Linked DNA regions of Drosophila melanogaster: region 2 is linked to region 1. Evidence: chromatin contacts called from public Hi-C data. All regions are on one chromosome and are shown on one strand. The core of a region is the stretch at or near the end of the contact, and the rest is flanking DNA. Distances in the headings are between cores, read along the strand shown. Region 1 holds the start of CG32365. Region 2 holds the start of pbl (pebble).

Region 1 (6,421 bases), core at 2,460-4,959:
TAAAATTTCCACGCCCAGAAGCGTGCGTTGCGATCTTATCAGCCGGAGCAGAGTGAATGGAACTTGGAGGTTCTAAGACAGCCACTAAATCCCCGACCTGACCATGTGATCCGATCGCTGGAAAAAAAAAACAACCGAACCCCAGATCGTGAGAGTTGTTTCTGTGGGGAAAACACGATCGTGAGTCTCGCACTCTCGCGAGCTTTTAATGAGAGCTTTGTCGATTCGATCCAGAAGTTGCTAGAAAATAATGAATATCAGGGTACAACAGGTGCACTGAAAAAAGGGCGTGCAACGAGAGGCTTATCAGAAGCTGTGGGTATTAATAATACTATAAAATTTGTCGTTGCATATTAGAACTATGAAAATGGAATCCTTTTCATTATTATTATTTTTCAGGTTCATAATTTTTTAGCTTATGAACCAATATCTAAGATCTATGGACTTTCCCTGTCTGATTAAAACAAATGCAATATATTATTTACAAAATGCATTCTGTAAATATAGATAATTAAATCTAAAGTTTCTCACAAGTAAAAGGCTCGAGAACAAATGGAATCTTTATTATATGCATGGTCGTCTTTTCAAGCCCTCTAAAAATGAGCAATGGGATGGCAACTGTGTGACTGTGTGTCGTAAATGTTTATAATTAAAACTAGCCCCTGCCTACATCCACACCATAATCATCGTAATCACCATCCGCACAGCCACAACTCACTTTTTATGCGGCCCAACTATATCATGAGGGTAAATATTTATAGTCGCCTGGTAACCTCGTCTTTCCTTTCCTCCTGATAACGAAGCCGGCGACAACGATGACAGTGCAATTGATTGTGATTATGGAATGGCGACAACTGTCGACGACGACGTCGTCGTTTCTATTTCACCAATTCTGGACAGCAGTCCATCATGGCAACCCAAAACTGAGTACTGGATAGGGGGAAATGAGCTCAATCCAAGAATCCACGCTATTTTATCGAGCACCCCAACATTTGATTAGTCTGATATCAAAGGCCTCAAGTGCCGACGCAAGATCCAACGGGGTCAGTTTTGGGGCCTATGCATATCGATCGCAGGTGATCGGGTTGGTAAATACTAGTTTATCTCGGGGAAGTCGTTCGGTGGAGTGGCTAAGTGGTCGGAGGGGTGGGAACCTGATTGGGCTTGGGGGTTTCCTGGGCGGGGTCCACAATATATCAATTAGGCGGCATCTGGATTGTACTAATTAATGACGGCATGCTGTGTAAATTCCGAATTATTCATTGCTATTGAGTACGGCTGCACTGGGTATTTATAAATATATAAATTTTAAGACTAAAGCAAAAAAATTAAAAGTTTGTTTCAGCTTCTCTATCTTCAGATCCCCCAATTTAGTGTGTGAAAGTATGCTACAAAAATCCTTCGAAATCCTTTAGCCACTCCTAATTCAGGTACCTCTTAGTCTCGATCCACTGTACCTCGTGACGTTTCTATTGAAGGCCGAACACAATATACAAGCACTCTAATTTTGCGTGTGCGTACATAAGCTACTATTTGCTTAAGGCTCCGCCGCTAGGTAAATAAAAAATCACCATAGAAATGGAAATAGCAAAAAAAAATAGAAAATCAAAGAAACCAATTTGTAGCAATCTGAAGACAAAATCAAATAATTTGTCACATGGCGGGCTTAACCACGGCAAAATAGAAAACAAAAAAATAAATAAAACCGTGCAAAAGCTTACTATCACACGCCCCCACAATGCTCTCTTGAGCTCTTTCTCTTTTTCGCGCACAAAGTGTGAGTGAGAGGCAGAGCAAACAAAACCGATTCGCACTCTCGCCAATGCACGTGTTACCTTTGTTGGGGCTTTCGATGATTCGGTGAGAGGGGCAAGGGGGCAATGGACAGGTGCCTACGCTACCACTTACCTCGCACGGATAAGTCCATGATATTCTCCTTGGGCTCGCTCATTGCACACTCTGTGTCCTCCTATCGATTGCAAGTGTTTGAAAACCGATTACCGATACACACGGTCGCAGCAACAACGCGTAACTGAAACTATTTTCCAAAAGATTAAATCATTTCGATGGCGGCGCGGGGGAGCATTGGGACATAAATTGGAAATCAAAATAAGAGCAACTTCAAGTACTCATTCTCACTCTGCTCTCTCGCTCTCTCTTTTTGGTGCAGCCGGCAGAATGTAATCACGTGGTCTTTATCTTCACTGGAGCCATTCAGGGGGCCAGAGCGTGAGGGGGCTAGTTGCGGAGAAGCAGCGAGAGAGCCAAGCGGCATATGTCCATCTCGCTCGCTCGCATGGCCCTCTTATATAAGCCTTATGTAACGGAGAGTCGCAGGGGCATGCGCACATGGCAACAGTGGATCGTGGGGCCATAAAAATAGAAATCTATACTAAGTACCCACTACGAACGACTCTGACTAATCGCCGTATTTCTATTTTAGTAGCTAGGGGTCAGGTTGCAGAAGGATTCCATCAAATATTTTACGTCTATAAATAAATAAATATCATAAATCATTTAAATTATAAAATTATTTAAATATATTGATATGAATAAAAACACATTAAATGTGGTTCATAAAATATTTAATATTTTTACATTTAAAAATAGTTTTAGATGACTTCCAATTTTAGTTTAAATACTTAAATTCCTACTAGTAAAATGATATGACCTTAAGTTTTGGGTCATGCTTTTCGAAATCAGTAAGCTATGGAGTTCTTTGTCAAAAGGGGGTTATGTACAAATGTTCATCAAAGGGAATTAAAGCACTTCTGTTATGATAAAAGCTTGAAAATCCTTCCCCTAAGCTAGATAAACAGGGGCAAACATCAGCGCAGCGCAATCAAATTGATTGGCAAGCTGTCTCCCCAATATAGATACCACATAAGGTATGGGAATTAGGCCGGGGATTAGTCAGCGGAGGAACGAATGCTAATGCCTCCTTAGAAGGGGGAATGGTAAAACAATTTCCATTTCTCAACCGATATTATTAGTTTCGTTGAACAAAATTTGCACTGGAAAAAAACCCTTTTCTTACTCATGATAAAATATAAAAACTAATTAATTTTAAGACATTTGGAATAATATTTATAATGAATACTAAGATGCAATCTATTTAACTAAAAGAAGAACAAAAATAAACTTTATCTTTTTAATATACTTTTTCATATTTTCTTGTAAAATACAATCTACATTTTTCAAATTTCTTGGCGCGCCAAATCATTAACATTTCTACATTTGAAAACATGTTAACGAATTTAATGTATTTATAGACTTTTATTATTATAGACTCTTGTGCAGTTAACTAAGCTATTGACTAAATGCTATAAGCTAAAAAAAAAGTCTCTATAAAATCACTTAAATGTATACGTTCAAGACGTTTCTTTCATTTAATTTGTTAAATTTAGGTTTCACGATCTGATCTTATGACATAAAAACGATTGTTTAACAAAATGCTTAGCATACTTTTAAGCATATTTTTTTTACTGTTGTTGCACTGTTATTAAGAGAATAGCTAGCTGTTAAGACATTCTTTGCAGACTCTGTTTTATTCGGTTGCCTTGGTAACTTCTTCATTCATTTATTTCAGAGAGAACGAGCTTACTGTTAATAACATTAACATTAACATTGGAGATCGAAATAATAACCCAAGCAGGGTGACCCAAGCACAAACTGTCTGCGAATTTGGCGGTAACATACAGTTGGTCTTCCAGTTAGGTTTCCACCTCGGCCGGGAAAAGTCGCGTGAATTACGAGAAGCAGCAAACTGTTGTAAAGTTGAAAAACAAGCTATTTATTAGTAGAACATTATTCTTGAACATTTAATAACAACAGTTCGCACTAAAATTCAAACCCAACAACATTTCAACGAATCAATATTTCCCAATTTTTCTGGATTTTAGTACAGTAAAACTCATCAATTCGGGCGCAAACGAAAACTAGCTGCGGCTTTATGAATTTTGTTTGTGTTATGCGCGCGCGAATAAATCCCAGAAATTGATTTCCATTGAATTTCTATTAAATTGTATTGAAAAAAATCCTTCGAGTGTCAAAAACTAATTGATTTGTGCGTGAGTGTGTGAAAGTGAACTTATGGGTGCGTGAAAAAATGCAATAATCCAAAGGGAAATACCGCTAAAGAGGAAAACATCAACAATGCCAATTTAAAAGAGACCAACAAAAAAAAATAGCAGAGAAAGAGGCAGCACAAGGGAAAATTCAAATATATAAATAAAGAAATCCCGTTTTAGCCAATAGAAATGCACAAAACCACAACAAACATGCAGCAGACAACGGATCTTGACTTTGATTTCCAGATGCCGTGTCGCTATTTCAAAAGTTCTTTTGCGCGTTCGCTTTCGCTCAACAACAACAACAACAACAACAACAACAACAACAACAACAACAACAATGCCTTGACATTGCCCAAGAAGCCGCCAACAAACGAGGCCAAACTACAACAACAACAACAACAGCAGCAGCTGGAGAATCAGGAATCGCTAGAGAGAGACAACGAACAGGATTCCCCCTGCGCCACCCCGCCCCCCGCTCTGCCAGCACGACGTCACACCGCCAACATGATACACTTTGGCGCCTCTAATCAGCTGCTCACCGCCCAGCCGCCCCATCCCCCTCAGCATCCACAACCACCGGCACAATCCGCCAGGAATCTCAATCTCGTCTGGCCAATGCAACCGACACATCAGCCAACACAGCAGCAGGTTAGTACAGTAATCTTTGCGCCAAACGAGAATTCTCGGAATTTAAATTCCGCAGTAATGCCAACATTTAACGTTATGAGGAAATGCTTGGGCTACAAAAAAAATTAAGTACATATGTATATGCGTTAAGGGAAATTTATAGAAACAACGTGATTTTCAAATATTTTGTTAAAATTATTTACAAACAATATTAAAAACAGTTAATACTATGTACATATTTAATTAACAACTTTTTCTGAATTCAAGTTCACTTTTCTTTGACTTGGAATTCCCTGAAGTTCTGTTACGCGAGTGCCCACTGTATCACTTTATGCTTTCTTTGCTTGGAACGCGTCTCCGTCTCCCCTCTCACTCTGCCCCACATCCCCCGGCTCCCTTAAACTTTGCTATGTTGCCTTGGCATTAAAGAAAAAAGTTCAGTTTCCTTTTTGGAGCAACTGGATATTTATGTCACCTTGTTGTTTGTCACGTAGCCTTGACAGCCTCCCCTTAACAACCCCACTACCCCCTCTTCTGCCCACAAAAATCCTCGCCTCCTTTGGCGTCTTGCAGTTGTTGTTGTTATTATTGTTGTTGTTGCTGGCCATGATATGACAAAGTTTTTGTTTCACTGATTTTTTTAAGGTCAACTTGATTTATGTGCGAAAAGTGTCGTGTGTGGGTCGAAATTGGAGAGTAAACTTCACTTGGCATTGATAAGGGTGATAAGGGGGCATAGTTGGGGGTCTAAAGTGGTTGAAAGGCGTATATGTAACATTTATTAAGTGTCTCAATGAATTTGCCAGCAAACATCAAGTGGAATTGAAAGTTGCATCGGGGTAACTTAGCACAAAAAAAAAAAATGGGTAGTAAGCTGTAAATAAAAATGTTCTTGAAAATTTTCATCAAATTTAGTTCTCAATTAAGCTAACAAAAATGTAATAATAGGATTTACAGTGGCTTACACATCATAAATTAATGGAGCGTAATTTAAATATTGCGGGAACTTCAATAAATGCTAATAATTCATTCGATTTATTGAAAATATAAATTTATAAATAAATATAAATAAATTTATAAATAAATTTATAATTTATAAATAAATTCTTTCAATTAAATGAGCAATATAAATGTCAAACATGAATAATTGAATAAATATCAGTTCCAATACTTAAACAAGATATTGATATTTGAAGGTAGTGTAATATTTCAGAAATTACATATATTTTACATCAATATCATTTTTCTGCGTTATTAGATTAGAAACATAGATACAAATAATTTTTTTTGCTAATAACTTTCTTCCCCATGTTTCGTTTAACTGTTTAAAACATTTCCCAAGTTATTGCAACGAATTCTTTATATTTCCTCTGCCATAAAATCCGATGTTTCCACCTCCAATTTTCATTTCCTTTAATTTGAAGGCCTGTGCCGTCATCACACACCCCACCACCCCTCGCCGGCACCCACACCCTTTGACCTTATCGAACAATCACAATATTTCCTTAATTCGTTCTCTAGCAAATATGCCATAATCACCCACCGATTCCGCTGAAAACTCAAGCGTAAACATCGAAAGCAAAACTTTTGTTTAAAGAAAATGCCAGCAAGGTCTTGGCCTAAACAATAATTAGCCAAAGAATTACCGTGTGTTGTTTCAGCCCCCCTCCATATTTTTGTTATTTCGGGCCTAAAGCGTTCATTCGGTAGGGCGTTCGAAA
Region 2 (6,421 bases), core at 2,205-4,704, 43 kb after region 1:
CCAGATATGCATTCCCAAAACAAGCGATAAACAATGCAATTTACCTAATGGAAATCGTGGCGATTTATGGACTAACAAAATGTTTATAAGGTAGGAATATCACTGGAATGTGGAATCCAATAAAAACCAGTGATACGGAATGTGCTCCATGGGAATTCAGAATTTGTAGAAGATTGATATGGGTATTAAAACGCACAAATGTCCACATCATTAAATGTGAAAAAAATTGTTTGATTTATTCAATTCGAGAGGCTTTTAGCGATGAAAAGTCATATATGCTAATTCTGCGAATAATTTTTTATATGAACAATTTCTTTAATGATGCATTCTAAGCTATTAAACGAAACATATTGTTAAGTTTAATGCGCCTTATTATTTCCACGAATTGCTTGACTGGCATTTAAATCAATATCACCTTAACATGACATCGAATGCTTTCCTCGGAAAGTAATATATTTATTTATGAAATACATAGTTATTTTTACTGTTCCTGCACCTTTCCCAGGTGTTTGTCGATGGTCTGGCTGAATGGATGGATGATTCACGAAAGACTTTACCCTACTTAAGTTTCCCTCTGGCGAATATGTTGCTCTTGCTTTTGCGCATATTCAACCCTTGGAAACGAGTACCTGAAGGGGTTTATCTGGGAATCTTGAAATACCTGTAAAATCCTCGTACACCTGACACAAGGCGGCCTGTCGAAGCTTCGCCTGTTTGACCTCCTCGTCGGCGGCATATGTGAAATAGGAGGCGGATTGTCGCTGAACCGTGACCACTTTGTTGCTCTTTTTGCCCAAATGGTTGCCAAAGTTGAACTGCACCAGCGGTAAGTGTAACATTTTGTTCGCAGATCCTCAAGGATCGGGCTCTAAAACATAACTAAATGCAAGACGAGCTCAGGCTGAGGGAACACCTGAAATCGCATTTTGCATGGCCACAGGTGGTAGCTTCTTCGGTTCAAACAAGAAGAAGAAGGTATGTAAGTGAGGTCAGGAGAAAAGGTAAACGCAAAATGGTAAGCAAAATTTCCGAGTGTGAGAAAGTGCCGAGACTCACAGGTGGCGGCCACCATTTTTCGCCATTCGGGAATTTCCTTCCTTTTTGCCCGAACAAAATCCGCTGTTGTTATTTATTTTCTACTTTTCCTCGCTGGCTGCCTGCCAGGGAAACGATGAAAAACTAATTGAGTGGCATCTGAGAAATGAAAAGCCATCGGAAGAAGAGGGCTGTGTGTGTGGGTTTCTGGGCATTCAGCCACGCAGCGAAAAATGTCCTATGCGAAATCATAGTTAACCCAAAATGACAATTTTTGATTTTTACTTAAATTCTCGTGTCTATTGCTTTTGACCTAGACCTAAAAGCATTTTTAAGTGACAATGAAATCCAAAAATAAAATATTTTATGTAAAAAAATTGTGTTTTAAACGAAAGACGTTTTGTAATTTTGGAATAATATTTAGAAAATTACTTTAAATCTCTAGAAAAAAAAACCTCAGTTTACCTGCAAGTTTAAATTATACATAAAATCAACCAATTTCTCGCTGTGTAGCGGATTTTGTCAAATAGCAGAGCAGAGTCATCAAAGAAAAATCTTGTAATAAAATTACGTACGTATCCCGCGGAAGCCTTGACGTAGGCGAAGAGCAGATTCCGAAGGTCTGCGGGCCATGTAAAATGCCATTAGCATTGAGGGACGGAAAACACGGACTACAGGCTATATAGTCATAGTTGTATGGGCATGTGCGCCCTGTCAACATGTGTAAATGGAATACGAGGTAATCGGCCAGCGGGGTAGGTAAACCACCCGGAAAGCAAGGATCAAGGATTCTGTGCAACAAGAGGAGGAAGTAGAAGGAGCGAAGAGCCTGTCGAGCAGGATAAATTCTTCTTCTTACCTGGCGGCAAGTATTAGAGCGGAGCAGACAGAATAAGTACACAAAGATATCATGTAGAGTTGATTTCAAAAGTATCTACATACATATGCACATTTAAAGGCTAAATAACATCAAAGGAGAATTGATTTTATAACCTAACCAAATTATAAACTTTTAATTGATATATGCTTTATTTGCGCCTCAAATTCGGACACAAAATACATTAAATGATAATTTTATTTGTTTATGCCGCGCGCTGGAAAAATTCCTGCCGTACAACATATTTACACGTATTTTTTAAGGCAATAACCTTTGAAATTGTGTGGTATTTGCAGTTACACGTTCTCGTTGCGGAAATCGTAGGCTTATGGAAAGTATAACAATTTTAATTGCCTAGAAACAATTTTGTTTTTAGTTAAATAAAAATGTTAAAAATATAATAAAAACTTTATAGCAGAGATTTCTCTTTCCCATCAATACCTAAATCTATCTTTTGTTAATTGTTTACTTTTTTAAGATTCGATAGTTTCTTGTTTACTTTCTTTTATAGCTACAACTCCATGGCTAAAAACGGCTGAATTCGCATCAATGATAACAGGAACTGATCGCTTAAATTGTTGTTGCTTGTCCTTTCTTTTTACTCTCACAACAGTTAGGGCGCCTCAGTTGTTGTTGTTGTTCTTGCTGTCGGTACAGTGTCGCCGAAGAGAGGGAGAGTGAGGGGAAACGATGATGAAGAGAGGGAGGCATTTCGCATTTATGCGATAAATATTTTCTACACCGAAATAAATTCAGAAAAAAAGATTAAAATATCTGCGACACGATGCCGTTGCTTTTTTAGTCACACAAATACACACAAAGATGTACTTATAGTCGTTGTTATTTCATTTTATTTTTTTGCATTTGCTGGCAGCGACATTTTTTATGAGGATCTTTTGGCCCCGAATGTGGTTTTACCCCGTACCCAACCCCTTTGGGCGACATTGAAAAATGATAAATTCGCCGGCCATTTGGAGCTGCCACGCCCCGCGCCCTCTTTCAGTACTCACCGCACTTCGATTGCTCTTCAATGGTCTCCATTTCCATGGATCTTCTGCAGTTACTTTTTTAAGGCGAACAACTCGTGGAACATACACAAAAACACACACCAACAGAACTCGAAACACAATAGAACGAACGCACAAGGAGACAAATAATTCGTTTGTACTCGATTCGTTTACTTTCATTAACTGGACGCTGTTTTCATGCATTTAGCGCGCATCATTTCCATGTTTGTTTGTTTTTCTACTTTTTGTTACAATTTATTTATTATTTAATTAAAAAGCGGCGGCTCACGAAAACACACACACACAGACGCGCATAGGCAGCGTCGCCCGGTTCTTCGTCCTCTTGTTAGCGATACCGCGTACCTGCTTTAGCAATTTAACCAACAAAATGATCAACAATGTAAGCGAATTGCGCTCAACGGCTGCGCGTCGGAATCACAAATCAAAACTCAACGGACAAACGCGTCTGTTTCGAATTTTTTTCGCTGTAGTGTGCCGCGCAGTGTAACCGTCGCGGGGGCGCCAAGAAATACGCGCAAATGTGATGAACGAAATACCAGAATCAATCGGCGCTAAATAATGGTCACACTTGCAAGGGGTTGAAGGTATTCCCTGTAATGCTATATAACTAAATTAAACGACTATGGCTATAAAATAGTTGTAAGCTGCACTATATTAACAATCAATTAGAACTGTTTTCTTCGTTTAAGTTGTTTTTGGCCTGTCGATAAATTAAATTTGGTAATATCCTACTATTGTTGCAGTTGTAGCCTCCAATCATATTTTTCATGCAAGCTATATAAGCTACAGTTAATTTTATGTATGCTTGCTCATATATTTAATAAATGAATGCCTAAAACTACTTGCTTTTGTGCTACTTTGTTTAAATATACGCGCTTGATAACAACGAGTTGACCGATAAATACTGCTGGCGAAGTATCGATACCAGTGACAAGCATTGCCACTACGTCCGCACTTGTTGCTGTATCTTCACGCTCACGCACACTCGCACACAACCATTACGTCAATATGGCAAACAATCTGTCAAACGCGCAATTACAACAAACACAGTTCGTTCGCATTGACAGTTGGTCAATAGGTCCATCCAGGATTCGCTGAAGTGGTGAAGATAGCCAAGGACTGCAGCTGGCGTGGATTGGCAGAGGGTAATCCAGAGATCCGCGCAAAATGCTGCCACAAACGCCGCCGCACGGATTGAAGGTGATGTCGGGAGCGGAGGAGAACCGACACTATCTGCGCGCCTTCATCCAGACATACAGGGATCTGCCCGTGCTGTGGGACACATCGCTGCGGGACTACACCAATCGGGAGAAGCGGGCGGAGGCCTATTTGCGCCTGGTGCCCATATACCATTATCTCAAGCGGGACGCCACCGTGGAGGATGTGAAAAAGAAGATCAACACACTGCGCACGAACTACCGCAAGGAGCTGAAGGTGGTGGAGAGTGCCCTGCGATCGGGCAGCCTCCACAGTCCACGCTGCTGGACCTTTCAGGAGCTGGACTTTCTGCGCAACTCGGAGAAGTTTCTAGCCGTCAATCCCGCCTTTAAGAACGAGCCCAACTTCGCCTTCGGTGAGAGCAGCAATTGCCCGAGTGCGTTTCTGGAGAGCCAGGGAGCAGCCCTCCATTATCCAGCACCACGCGCTGGTGGTCAGACGCCCAACATTTCCGAGATGTTTCACAAATCATTTGGAGCTCCGCCACCGCCACCGCCAGCAACCAACCATGTGGATTATGGGAGCAGCAAGCGAGCCAGGCAAACGCCGCCATGTACGGGAGCAGGAGCCGGATCTACTGGCGGTCCTGGGGCAACAGGCACCGCCCACAACACCGACGAACTACTCAACATAGCCTGCGAGTATTTGGCTGGCACATATCCGGAGGAGGAGTCCATCGCCCGCACCTGGACGCACAAACTGAAGCGACTGCCGCGCGAGCAGCGTCTTCTGGCCGAACGTTTCATCAACGAGATTCTCTTCGAGGCCGAGTCCAACAATCTGCATCGCGGATCTGTGCAAATCAACAACAGCTTCGAACCCTACGTTCGCTACGAAGAAACGCCAAATGGTCACGAGGAGCAGGACAAATCACAGAGCCCCAGTGTGCACACCTCCAGCGAATCCAAGCCCAATGTGTCGGGAGCGAGCGGAAGCGGGGGAGGAGGTGGGCCACCGGGCAGCACCACCACCAGTGCGGGCATCAGGGAGTTCTAACTTTAGTTTAGTTACTAAGTGTTAAGTTTTTATTGGCCGAGGGATAAATGGCAAATGCGATCAATTTGGCTCAACAATGAAAATCAACAATAAATAAACCTGTAAATAATATTGAGATGACTCTGAAATGGATTAGTCCAGGCGATGGTAGTCGACCAGATTGCGGGTGAACCAGACGTAAGGCGATGCGCCAGCCAGTAAGAGGCAGGCGCCGATCACAGGACGATGCAGGATCCAGGCGACTGCCGCAATGGTCAGAGCTAGCGAAAATGCGATGAGTAGGTTGCCCGTAACCGGGAACTGAGGATCGGGTGCCAAGGCCACCAATAGCGGCACCCGTACAACTGGAGGAGATATAACCATTTAGTACAAGAGATCAATTTTTTTAGAAAATACAGGACTCACACAGCAGACGAAGGATTTTGGTGTTGCAGGTGACGCCGAAGAAGATCAGCAGCCAGCCGACGAAGCGCCACCACCAGGTGTGCAAGACCTGGGCACGAGCCTCCAACCGGAACACTTCCTGGACACTGAGCCCACCCGGATAGACGAGCAGCACTGGAACGCCACGGGAGGTTATGTACGGCACCAGTTTGTTGCCCGACAGCTTGCCCACCACGCTGAACACCTCGCCCTCCATTCCCGCGAAGCTGAAGAGCAGGCGCAGGTCACCCACCTCCGGATTGAACACATCATTGGTGTGATAATATATGCCCAGATGCAGCTTGACGCCACTATCCTCTGGCCGAATGTCCGAAGTGAGCTCCTGGTAGTTGTTAAACTTCTCCTTCACCTCCGCACCCAGTTCATAGCGTCCAATGAAGACGGCATCCGCCACCTGAACGTGGCTTTCGATGGGAAAGTGACTGGGATTCGTGTGTCCGTGGCGGTTGTAGAAGTTTCGCGAGTCCACGATCTTATCACGCCATTCCCGCGTGTAATAGTAGGTGCGGGAGTCCGAATGCGTCGTTCCCACGCTGTCGCCGTAGTTGTGCTCGCTGCGTAGGTTTTGGAATTAGAGTTAGTTGGAACGTTGGAAGCCACAACCACTTACACCGCCTCCTCGACCCACTGGTACATTTGGACGCGTCGCCGGAGCTTCACCGCCAGCAACTGAATGTTGTAGTCGGGTTCGGTGAGCGGTTCGCCCACGAGAATGGGTCCGGATAGGTGAACGATTCTGCCCTCGAGGCCCACCTCCTGTTCCTCCTCCGTGAAGCGCACCGAGTAGATGTCGGCGTGTGCCTCGTCCAGCGCCATCATATTG

The links. Hi-C and Micro-C count contacts between places; a contact is called where the count stands out from the background.
Region 2: a contact with region 1 is called in a Hi-C map of the Kc167 cell line, with 3 times the contacts expected there. A contact is called at or near these places in 63 of 107 Hi-C or Micro-C datasets (the D17-c3 cell line, the Kc167 cell line, the ML-DmBG3-c2 cell line and 24 more) and 3 of 7 datasets of targeted methods (all in the Kc167 cell line).

Annotation. Positions count from the first base shown.
Region 1 is chr3L:7,865,333-7,871,753 of dm6, forward strand. CG32365 reads left to right here and starts at 3,710. Exons shown (of 5, transcript NM_168240.2): 1 at 3,710-3,771; 2 at 4,251-4,721. The coding sequence starts at 4,260. Pdp1 (PAR-domain protein 1) reads right to left here and starts at 2,037. Exons shown (of 5, transcript NM_168233.3): 1 at 1,909-2,037. The coding sequence starts at 1,951.
Region 2 is chr3L:7,908,500-7,914,920 of dm6, forward strand. pbl (pebble) reads right to left here and starts at 3,455. Exons shown (of 11, transcript NM_168241.3): 1 at 2,923-3,455. The coding sequence starts at 2,959. It overlaps CG8281, which reads left to right and starts at 3,964. Exons shown (of 1, transcript NM_139904.2): 1 at 3,964-5,264. The coding sequence starts at 4,108. The coding sequence ends at 5,154. It overlaps Tmem43 (Transmembrane protein 43), which reads right to left. Exons shown (of 3, transcript NM_139905.4): 1 at 6,209-6,421; 2 at 5,560-6,152; 3 at 5,165-5,498. The coding sequence ends at 5,287.